Linked DNA regions of Mus musculus: region 1 is linked to region 2. Evidence: chromatin contacts called from public HiChIP or PLAC-seq data. All regions are on one chromosome and are shown on one strand. The core of a region is the stretch at or near the end of the contact, and the rest is flanking DNA. Distances in the headings are between cores, read along the strand shown.

The links. HiChIP or PLAC-seq counts read pairs in DNA pulled down with a chosen protein or histone mark.
Region 1: an H3K27ac HiChIP or PLAC-seq map of trophoblast stem cells shows a contact between it and region 2, with 4 times the contacts expected there. The contact joins the enhancer-like site here to the promoter of Timp4 in region 2. A contact is called at or near these places in 4 of 39 promoter capture datasets (the C10 cell line, hippocampal neurons and liver), 2 of 484 Hi-C or Micro-C datasets (bone marrow-derived macrophages and embryonic stem cells), 2 of 115 datasets of contacts at active chromatin or transcription factors (pancreatic cancer cells and trophoblast stem cells) and 1 of 9 other capture datasets (adipose tissue).

The regions. Positions count from the first base shown.
Region 1 is chr6:115,716,642-115,722,609 of GRCm38.p6, forward strand. No RefSeq gene overlaps it. Among named protein-coding and RNA genes, the nearest start is that of Gm24008, 4.2 kb to the right of the region's middle. Within about 2 kb of position 1,655, at least 260 of the 459 cell types and tissues checked have an H3K27ac peak or open chromatin away from gene starts, as enhancers often do. A contact at or near this core is called in adipose tissue, bone marrow-derived macrophages, embryonic stem cells and 3 more, where this site is marked.
Region 2 is chr6:115,250,849-115,256,785 of GRCm38.p6, forward strand. It overlaps Timp4 (tissue inhibitor of metalloproteinase 4), which reads right to left and starts at 1,357. Exons shown (of 5, transcript NM_080639.4): 1 at 792-1,357. The coding sequence starts at 930. It overlaps Syn2 (synapsin II), which reads left to right. Exons shown (of 13, transcript NM_001111015.1): 6 at 3,315-3,377; 7 at 3,742-3,884.

The sequences.
Region 1 (5,968 bases), core at 405-2,904, 470 kb after region 2:
AGAGGTGGAGAAAGGCAGAGAGAGAGGGGAGGGGAGGGGAGAGGAGGAGAGGAGGGGAGTAGAGACTGGCCATGAGGAGGACTGAGCAGGAGCAGGAAGGCAAGAGCAAGAGAGAGCAAGAGAGAAAGGAGGGGGCAAGCAGCCCCCTTTATAGAGTGTCAGACATACCTGGCAATCCAGGTAACTGTGGGGCAGAGCTTAGACAGAATGCTAACAGTGGGCATCCAAAAGATCCCCTCAGAGGCCAGAAATGTGCTTTGGCTCTCTGTAGCTGGCGTTGCAGGCTGCTCTGAACTGTACGGTGTGTGTGCTGAGTACCCTGTGCAGGAGTTTAACTGTGATCCATTTCTCAATTTCTTTCTCCATTTGTTAGCCAGATTTCTGCTTCTTTGACAGTTCTGTAGAGAACCAAATTAAAAAGAGGAAAGCTTCGTTCTGGCTCATGGCTTCAGACATTTGGGTTTGTGGTGAGGACAAACATGGAAGCTGGAGCCAAAGGAGGCCGGTTGCCGAGTGAGTGCAAGAGAGGCAGGAGAGGGCTGGAGCTGGGCGGCAGAGTCCACGGAATCCAAACTTTCCTTCCAGGGTCAGGGGCCCTTGGGAGATCACGGAGGTAAACAAGAGGTCACCTTCTGGGAAAGCAGAAACTTGCGAGAATCTGGAAGGTCTTTCTCCAGCTTTCCAGAAGGAATAAACAGCTGTTGGAACAGACTCTGAGCAGCCCAGCTGCAGAGAGGAGATATCTTGGATCTGTCAGCTGCCTGCATGGTGTACAGAGCGCTTCAGGGTTGCTGCTTTTGTGAGTCGTCACTCTGTTTGGGGCTTTTTGGTGATGCAGCTGTTTTTGAGCCACACCTGGTACTGTAAATAACCCCTCACCCACACTCCTGTTAGCAGACCAATAAAATCTCACTAGTTTAACCAAGTTGGACCTTGGTGTGGATGTTTCTTGGTTCTGTCATGGGGTTGGTTCCCTTTCTGAGAGAACAGATGTGTGTGTGTGTGTGTGTGTGTGTGTGTGTGTGTGTGTGTGTGTGTGTGTGTTTGTCTCCCCAGGAAGTCTATCACACACAAAGACTGGTTCCCTTTCTGAGAGAACAGATGTGTGTGTGTGTGTGTGTGTGTGTGTGTGTTGTGTCTCCCCAGTAAGTCTATCACACACAAAGACTGGTCCAACCAGTCCCTTTGAGGACGTGCACCCAATGATCTCACAGCTATTCAGGTAAGCCCCGCCTCTTAAAGGTCTCAGCACCTCCTGCTAGTGCCACAGGGCCAGCCAAGATCCGGGCAGCAACGCCCCGCACATTCTACCACGGAGCCCCAGCCCAGCCGCTTCACAGTGGATTCTTCCTGTGTTATTACTATTCCACAGGATTTGCCTAATACTTATTTACCCAATACTTATCTGTTAAAATAACAAACCTAAGAATGGTCATTGCAACCCAAATCTTTCTGTTTTTACAACCTGAAGTCTCAGCATGCTCCAGGCAAACTCCCTCCTTCCCATGCCTTAATTGCCTCTTCATTTGAGGGAAACACCAGGGGGTTTGGAGTCCTACGGAAAAGATCAGGGAAGAAAGGCGATCCAGGGCTCAGCACCCCAGCCCTGCCGATCTGACCTCGTGTTCAGGAGTACTCCACTTTCCCACAAAAGGTCAAGGACGCTCAAGACTCAACAGAAGGCTCCAGGTGCCAGGAGCGAGCCTTGCCCCAAGCAGGTGCAGAGCTGAAATCCATCGACTGAATCTTAGAAACTTCCTGCTCAATGTTTTTCTCTGTTGCTAGGAAACCTGGTTTCCTTAGCTGGTCACCGGTTAGCACCCCCTCTTGTGTCCAGAAGAGCAAAGTTCATGGTTTCAAACTTACTCCCTCCACTTCCCTCCACTTCCCTCCTCTCTCTCTCTCTCTCTCTCTCTCTCTCTCTCTCTCTCTCTCTCTCTCTCTCTCTCTCCCTTTTCTCCCTCTGTTTCTTTCCTTCTCTGACTTTCCCTCTCTGTCACACACACACACATGGGCGCGCGTGTACATGTGGATGCAGGCGGCCTCAGAGACCACACATGTTGGATCTTCCTGGAACTGGAGTTGCAGGTCACTGTGAGCAGCTCAATGTAGGTGTGGGGAACAGAACCCGGGTTCCCTGGAAGAGCAACATGCACACTTAATCACTAACTCATCTCTCTACTTAATTTTTATCATGGAATACGTAGAAAAGTATCCAGAAGTCTGGCATGCCTTTAATCCCAGCACTCAGTTTTCAGAGACAAGAGGATTTGAGTCTGAGGACAACCTGTGCTACCTGTAGATTCTGTATCTTAAAAACTAAAGAAATGAGAGGGGCTTGGTGGCCCTTGGGAGGCAGAGGCAGAGGCAGAGGCAGAGGCAGAGGCAGAGGCAGAGGCAGAGGCAGAGGCAGAGGCAGAGGCAGAGGCAGAGGCAGAGGCAGAGGCAGAGGCAGAGGCAGAGGCAGAGGCAGAGGAGGCAGAGGCAGAGGCAGAGGCAGAGGCAGAGGCAGAGGCAGAGACAGGTGGGTCTCTGTCAGTTCAAGGGCAGCAGCCTAGTCTATAAATCGAGTCCAGGACAGCCAGGGCTTTGTTACAGAGAAACCCTGTCTAGAAAAACTAAACTAAACAAACAAACAAAAAACAAAGACAGAGGACTTTGCCACTCCCTTATTCAATCAGACATTGACTGCCCAGGAAATCATACATCTCCCGGATCTGCAGGGCTGTGCCTGCATTCTTTTTGCTTTGTGCTTAATTATCAGAATACATATTTAAAAATGGGAAGTTTGTGTAAATAAAGTCACACATTTCATTCAATCTAATGTTTATGGGCACTGGAGAGAAGGCTCGGCCATTGAGAGTGATTACGGATCTTGCAGAGGCCCAGAGTTCAATCCTCAGCACCCACTGGGTGGTTTGCTCACTACTGCCAGGAACTCCAGTCCCAGGGGATCTGACACCCTCTTCTGACTTCTGAAGGTACCGGGCACTCATGTATACATACTTCCACACAGACACACACATAATTTTAAAAAATTAAAATGATCTATCACACTATGTTTGTGAGGTTCATCAATGCTATTACATGAAAATGTGCTTTCTCATTTTCTTTTAAAATTAATAATTAGTATGTGAATGTATGATGTGGGGATTCAGCTGTCCACGCCACAGCGTAGACATGGAGGTCAGAGGGCTATGCCACGGAATTGTTTCTCTCCTCCCACCGTGTGGTTCCTGGGGATGGAATTCAGTTTTGCTAGGCCTGGGTGCTAAGCTCTCTTACCTGCTAAGTCATCTCGCTGGCACTGCTGTATAATATTTCAGTACATGACTATACAATAATTTCATTCTGCTCAGGGACATTTGGACTACTTTCAGATTGGGGCTGTCTTGCACAGCGCTGCTTCGAGTCTTCTGTCTTCCCTTATGCTCTGTTGCATGAGGCTGTGCTTCTCTCTTGGGTATCGATGTGACAGTGTATCTAGGTATACCTAGACAGTGTATCTCTGGCTGGCTGTACTAGATAATGCCAGAGAGTTTTCCAGAGTGGCTGAACAAATGCCTGGCTGATCCTGCCCAGCACACTGTTCATTCCCACTGCTCCACTCAGCAACATTTTGTATCACCAGATAGTAATTGTCACCTCTCTTGAGGGTGTGTAGCCCATGGTCATTTTAATGATTCCATATAATACAGTATATTAAGTATGTGTCTTCGAGTTTTATTGTTGTGAAGAGACACCATGACCAAGGCAATTGGAGCTGGCTTACAGTTTCAGAGGTTTAGTCCATTATCATCATGGTGGGAAGCATGGCAGGGTTCAGGCAGACCTGGTGCTGGAGGAGCTGGAGAGTTCTGCATCTTGATCTGAAGGCAGCAAAAAGACTGTCTTCCACACTGGGCTGAGCTTGAGCATATATAACCTCAAAACCCCCACCCCCACAGTGACATACTTCCTCCAACAAGGCCACACCTCCTGATAGTGCCACTCACTATGACCGAGCATTCAAATACATGAGTCTATAGGGGCCAAGCCTATTCAAACCCCCACAGCATGCCTTCACACATTTGTCAGTTGTCTGACTTTCATCTGAACTGAAATGTCTATCAAGAGGTGGAAGTTTAGCTCAGTGACAGAGCAATTGCCTAGCAGGTACAAGGACCCGGATTCAGTCATCGGCTCTGAAAAGAAAAGGAAAACTTACGCACAAAAACAAATGAACAAGCAGAAACAAAAAAAATGAATCAAGGAACATTGTTTAAGTTCATAAAAATTAATTTGTCAAGTGTGGTACTCCCATACTCTGGAGGCAGAGACAAGCAGATCTCTGTGAGTTAGAGGCCAGCCTGGTGCTCATGGTGAGACCTAGTCTCAAAAAAGGTGCTTATGCTGGGCGGTGGTGGCGCACACCTTTAACCCTAGCACTTGGGAGGCAGAGGCAGGCAGATTTCTGAATTCGAGACCAGCCTGGTCTACAGAGTGAGTTCCAGGACATCCAGGGCTACACAGAGAAACCCTGTCTCAACAAAACAAAACAAAACAAAACAAAACAAAAGGTGCTTATTAATTTTTGTTGTTCTTCTTCGTGGGGTTTTTGTTTCTTTGGTGTTTGGTTGGTTTGGTTTACACATGTGTGCTTCTGTGGAGGTGTCTGTGTGTGCTGTATGTACAGGCTAGAGGCAGGGCATCCTCCTTTCTTGCTTTCTACATTTTCAGTTTGTCTCTGACAGGGTCTCTTGATATAGCCCTAGAACTCACAAAGATCTGCCTGCCCCTGACTTCCCAGAAATCACAGGCCCACACTGCCATGACAGCTTTATTTAGTTTAAAATTTTTTATTTGCTGTGTGTCTTAGGGTTTCTAACTGTATGACAGAACACCTTGATCAAAAACACCTCCCTGGAAATGGCTTATTCAGCTTACACTTCCATATCACTGCTCATCATTGAAGTAAGTCATGACAGGAACTCAAACTGGGCAGGAACCTGGAGGCAGGAGCTGTTGCAGAAGCCATGGATGAGTGCTGCTTACTGGGTTGCTCCTCATGGTTTACTCAGTCTGCTTTCTTATAGGACCCAGAATGGCCACTTCAGGAATAGCACCACCCACAGTGGGCTGGAACCTCTAATTAAGAAAATGTCCTACAGCTGGATCTTATGGAGGCATTTTCTCAACTGAGGTTCCCTCCTTTCAGATAACTCTAGCTTATGTTAAATTAACTTAATACTAGCCGGGTGGTGGTGTCGCACACTTTTAATCTCAGAACCCAAGCGACAGAGGCAGGCTAATCTCTGAGTTTGAGGCCAGCCTGGTCTACAGAAAGAGTTTCAGGATGGTAAGGACTATACAGAGAAGCCCTGTCTTGAACCAAACAAGGCATAAGACCAGTCAGATGCTAGGTGTGGTGGTGGTGTACATCTTTAATTGGAACACTCAGAAGGCAGAGGCAGGTGGATCTCTTGAGTTCAAGAGCAGCATGGTCTTTATTGAGTTCCAGAACAGCCGGGCTACATATCAGAGAGACCCTGTCTTTAAAAACAAGATCCTTCTTTCTCTCTTTCTTTTTCTCTCTTTCTCTCTTCCCTTCTTTAACTTTTTATTGGTTCTTTGTGAATTTCACATCATGCACCCTAATCTACTCGCCTTCCCCTCCCCTCATACCTGCTTTCCAGTCTCGCAACTTCCCCACCAACAGAGAAAAAGAAAAGTCTCCTCGTTGTGGAAGTTGAAGTGTGTCACAATGTGTCCCACAGTAAACCCTTCTGTCTACCCTGATAACAAATGTTCATTGCAGTGATTCATTGGTCTGGTATGAGGCCTCTGGCTTGCTTCTGCTACTCCAGCAATACTGGATCCTCACTGGGGCTCCTCTCGGACATCCTGTTGTTGCCCTGTGTCATGGAGAGCTGTAGTGTTGGATCTGTAGGATCAGCTCCTTCATGCACCCCATCAGTTCATCAACGGG
Region 2 (5,937 bases), core at 107-2,606:
GAATTTGTAAATGTCCTAATTCTCCATTGAGGAGATTCATTTCTTTACATCTAATCAAGAACTGTATCTTATTTTATTTTTCAGTATTGAAGACTGAACCTAAAGCCACATTCATGACAGGCAAATGCTCTATCATTGAGCTACAGCCCCAGCACTGGAAAGTCTTTAAAAAAAAAAAAGGATTTTCCTCTCTGCCTGAACTTTCGCTAGGCACAAGGCTCATCGAAAGGGCTCTCACCCTGTAGAAGTCTTGATCTAATGGAGAATACCTTATTTAAAAAAGAAAAAAAAAAAAAAGCACCTACCACAAATAGGGAACAGCAAAGAATCAAGAAGCCTTCAGAAAATGAAGGGTGAATAGTAGTTGCCAGGAATTTAAAGTTGTGAAAGAAGGGTATCCAGGCAAGGGAAGACAAAGGTAGAAAGATGTGTCCTGTGGGGGCACCTTGGCAACCTCAACTGCAGGCTGGGAGACAGGTGTTATAATGCAAACACCCCTTGCATCCTGGAGTTCTAGAAGTTACTTGATAGCTCCAGAGACAGCTAGGTCCTACCAAGCTGAGCTGATAAAACTACTCGAGAGGTCCGTGATAGAATACTTCTACAAATCAGGCTTTGCACTTCCAAGGTCAATAAAGCAATACCCATTTCTGACTTATCAGCTGTTACAGGAGGCACCCATACATGAACTGAGCTCCACCCCTTCCCTCAGACTCCGGGTCTAAAGCTCTGCCCAACACCACGTTTCCTACTGGCAACCCCTGCTGTGGTCCTCAGGACCATGGACTCACCTAGAGCCGAGTGGCAGAAGTGCTGCTGGGGGTGCGCAGGCGCACAGCTGCACGCCTCACCCCGTCCAGGGGGCCACAGCAAAGCCAGCAGCCTCAGCACCAGCGCCCAGCTCAGCGCAGCCAGGGGACTCCAGGGCATGACACTGCAGAGCCCCAGCTGAGCTCGTGGGGTCTGCCTGTCGTAACAAACAGCCCCTCCAGGACTCCTCCAGAAAGCTTCGTGCAGCCCCAGTCTTTATGAGGTGGCTTTAGAGCCAATCACGCCCCCATGGGCTCCTCCCTCCTTTGGCACCAGGCCACCCACAGCCACAGGACCCAAGGCCCTCCTGACCAGACCAACAAACCCAGTTGGGAAGTTGCAGAGGGAAACCTGCAGATTCCGAAAAGAGCCTGGAAGTAGAGGAAGATTCTGCAGTTAGGGGCAGAGAGATAAAAAAAAAAAAAAAAAAAAAAGCAAAGACCAGTGAAGAGACTTAGAAAAGGCAGAGAGATGAGGGAGAGCACTAAGAGCAAGAGCTAGTGAAGGGAAGCATAGACACAGAGAGACACAGGCCAAGTCAGAGGCAGACAGAATTACAACAGGCAAAAGAGACAGTGACAGAGGAGGACAGACCCCTTGCTGAGCTGCATACTGGGAGTGAGACAAGCTACTCAGGGTTTCTTTCAGCTGCAGGAAGTGTTTTCAATGCCCTATTTACGAGGCTCCAAAGCAACAGCAAACAGTCAGGGAACAGGACAGAGAAAGTTGGGGTGTGTGTGTCTTGGCGCTGTCAGCCAAGGGTGGGGGTGGGGGCTGTGGGGGGTGGTAGGGAAGGATGTCAGAGAAAGTAGCCAGTGCTTTCAAACCCTTTCTTACAGCCAGTGCCTTAGTTAACCGCTACGGGGGGGGGGGGGGGGGGGGGGCGGGGGGCAGTTCTTTCTGTGGAGCTTAAAACAGGGGTGTCCTGTAGCTCAGGGCAAACTTTGGACCTCAGAGCGCCTACTGCACATCATTGCCCAGTGGAGACTGCCATGTTGCAGAAGGTGGAGCCGCTTAGCAAACAAGCCAGGCACTCATTGTGACCCAAGCCTTGTCCACTGTTTGTCAGCAAACTGCTCCAAGAATTTGAATGAAAAGAAGCTCGTGGAATGGCTGCCCGGGGAGGGTAGGAGGCTGGATCCTGATTCTGACTGCCATTGGGTCTGTTAGTGATCTGGGCCTCACTGGGCCCGAACTCTTTTCTCCATTAAGTAGGACTGAACTATACGATTTGTCCCGCTCTTCATTTTACATTTGATAGTGATGTTTGAAAAGAAAGGGCTCGGGAGAGAACGAAGTTAGAGAGAGGCAGGTGACAGGTCCAGGCTAATGTCAAGCTCAGGCCAAGAGTTGTCTCTTGGAGGGGCCTTAAAAGCATCAGCTCAGCCTTGTCACTTGGCAGATGTGAAGGCTGAGAGGCTCAGTACCATGAAGTGGCTGGCAGAAGATCAGTGGCCGAGAGAACTGGAATCTTCACCTGCTAGTGTGGCTTCCTACTCTCTCCCCACCATGCCATGGGTCTGTGCTACTTCTGCCTGCGTTTCGTTGCAGCTCAACACCCTGCCTTTGGAGGGTCCATGTTCCCTTAAATCTCACTCCTCTGATAAAACCGGGCTACTTTGGGAAAGCGTTTACTTTCTTAAGGATGTCTCCCAAGGGTAAACATGTCAAACCCTATGCCATCTCCTTCAAACTCTGAACTGGACAGAGATAGGCCTCAGCATACTAAGTCTGTGATGTTGGCAAGGAGTGAAGAGTGTGACAGAGGAAGAGGACAGGGTCAGCACCGGGAAGATGGCACTCGACGGGAGGAGGTCAGAGGTGCATGCTTCAAATGGACATTAAGGCACTCAAAGTGCATTTCCTAACACTTCTGGTTGGCTACAGTACAGTTTACAGACAGCAAAATTTACCCTTTCATGAATTAAAAAAAACAATAAAAAAGAACAAAAATCTTCTTAGCGGTGAGGGGTCTTGCCAGGGTTATCTAATGCAGAGAAAACAGAAATAGAGAGATGTAGTGCATCAGATGGGAAGCTCTGCTTCCAGCCTACTGTGTAACCTTGGGAACGCTGCTGTCATTCTATGGGTTCCATGTGTAAAACAAGTAGGGTGTACTAATTATTTTATTTCAATATTTTTATTAATTATCCAGGAATTTCATGCATTGTATTTTGACAAATTGACCAAAATTATTTTTTTTCAATTTGTGTAGATATATGTATGGATGTATGAGTTTGTATGTACCGTGTGCATGCAGGTGTCTGCAGAGGCCAGAGGTGTCAAATCCCCTGGAGCTGGAGTTATAGATGGTTCTGACACACCTGGTATAGGTGCTGAGAACTAAACCCAGGTACTGTCCAAGAGCTATAAGCTCTCTTAACTGTGGAGCTGTCTCTAGCTCCTACACTGATTCTTTACAGGATGTTCCCAAGGAAAGTACTTTAGGATTCCAAAGGGAAAAGACTTGCTGACCAGTCCATTTCTCCCTTTTTTCCTCTCAGCTTACGCTTCCTACGTTCCCTGTGGTGGTGAAGATTGGCCATGCTCACTCAGGCATGGGCAAGGTAAGGCAGGATGGCTGTGGTGGTCTGGGTTGAATCAAAGGGGGATTTTGGTCAGCAAGACCATTTGTAGACTATTCTTCCTATGTTAGTAGATTCCCCTCCAAGTCTCTTGACAGCCATGGGCTTTGCCTAATTATACAGTGAAGAATATAAGCAACCCAGTTGACCCCTTAGATCTTGTGCAACACCTTATGACCCAGGCTCTGGGAAGGGACTACACCCAATGGAACTGCTGGGGAGATGGGATGCTCTTGATTTGCCACTCTCAAAGCTATGTGATTGGCTTGGAGCCTCCATGTTCCTCTGACTTCTCAGTGATTGAATGTACATGTCCCCCCTCTTGTCTGCCTTACATTACCATTAGGTCAAAGTGGAAAATCACTACGACTTCCAGGACATTGCCAGTGTGGTGGCCCTCACCCAAACTTATGCCACGGCAGAACCCTTCATCGACGCCAAGTATGACATCCGAGTTCAGAAGATTGGCAACAACTACAAGGCCTACATGTGAGTGTGAGTGTGAGTGTGTGTGTGTGTGTGTGTGTGTGTGTGTGTGTGTGTGTGTGTGTGTGATTGTATATATGTGTGGGGTGGTGTTCAGCAGGTTCATTTGTCCCCAGCAACCTCAGTTAAACCTCATCAGATCCATAAATTAGTAGCAAGGAAAGGATGCCTCTAAGGCTTCTTAGCCTGAATTTTTGATAAGTCAGAGGTGCAGTCTGAGAAATAAGATTATAGCCAATTTCATTAGCCTCAACTTAGATTTTACTTTGTCTACCGACAGGAACAAAGACTTTAGACTACAGTAGTAGCAGTGTATGGGCCTTCTCAATAACGGTGGTCATAAGAATTCTTGAATCACACTGTCATATAGGTTATGACAAATGTCGGTAAAATCAACCTGCCTTACTCTTCTAACAAACAAGGCAGATGTTAAACCTACCACTACATTGTGTTCTCAGAAAGGCCTATTTTAATAGTTTTAAAAAAAATGGATTGTGCACCTTGTGACCCTATGTACTTCGTTTTATACATTACACACACTACACATTTCACACTACCAGAGGGATCTGTGTGCTTCACCAGACTGCAAGAGCACAGAAGCAGCTGAGGCCCTGATATAAACACCCAGCCTTGGAAATGCTGCCAAACACTGACAGCCTTGCTTTCCCACTAGTAGAGGCCTTCTCCACATAGCTGCATTCACAGGGGAAGGTGTAATGTCAGGGAGACGGAAGACTTCAGGGTTTGCCTGGCCTTCTGTCATACATACACATGTAAACAGTGTACAGCTCTAGTTTTAGATTAATCCTTGGCCTTTTAAAAAGTTGGTTAAGATGCGAAGTTTTCTTTACAGATAAGGAACCTTTTTAATACATAAATTTGATTTCTGCCACCCAAGACACATGAAGTTGCATGTCTTCCTGTCCCTCAGCCATGTCCCTTGTTCCCACTGTCCCCCTTCCCCTTCTTTTTGTCATTGATGGAGGGTGGGGAGTACTCCTTCCCTGCACTCCTTTCCATACCCGCTCCACACTTTAGTCTTTCCCACAAAGCATGCTCTTCTCTAGGATGCGTTTCTTGTGGGAGACTCATGAAATTGCTGTTTCTCACCTTGTGTGGCAGTAGGACACCCTTGACAGAAGCTGAAGCACGGTGGTGGGGTGTCTTTCTGATTTGGGAGGTTTGGATTTGGGTTGTGATCTCTCTGTGTGTCTCTCTCTTTGTCTTTGTTCCTCTCCATCTCTGTCTTTCTCTGTCTCTCTCGTGTGTGTGTGTGTGTGTGTGTGTGTGTGTGTATGTATGTGTGTATGTGTGTGTGTGTATGTATGTGTGTGTGTATGTGTGTATGTGTGTATATGTGTGTGTGTGTGTGTGTGTGTGTGTGTGTGTGTGTGTGTGTGTGTGCATACCTGCATAGGTATGGTGTTGGGGAACTGGGAAATTAATACGGGATCTTTCACATGCTAAACACATATACTATCCTAGGATCCACTACTAGTCTAGAATTTATTTTTTACCTTTGTCAACTAGATTCTTGCTCTCAAAACATTTTTAACTGTTTATCATTTTCCTGCTTCCAAAAAGGAATTAAGCACTACTTTAAAACTATGTAAAATTAAAGACAGCTGTTTGTTTGTTTTTAATTGGTTAAAAGATGAAATACTGCATATTTCTGGCCAGGAGAGACAGGCAGATCTCTGAGAAGAGGTGTGGGGGTTGATTCTAACAGATAAAAAGAGTAGCTAACTACAAAAGCTTTGGGTGACATTTTTTGTGTTTTTCTTTACAAGGGACCATTAGTGTTTTGAGGGATTGTTTATATTCCTGCTCCGAGCAGGATTGGACCTAGCAGAAGGTTAGGTGTGGCAGTCTTCCCCTGGAAATTCCCCAACAGCACTATTTGATGAAAAGGTGTTCCTCCCAGCCCACTATCAACAGAGGACTTTAAGCTGTTCTTGGGGCCTTTCATTCTTCGGCTCTCTGTCTCTGTCTCTGTCTCCCTTCTCTTGATAGAATGTCTCTGTGTAGCCCTAGCTGCCCTGGAATTCACTCTGTA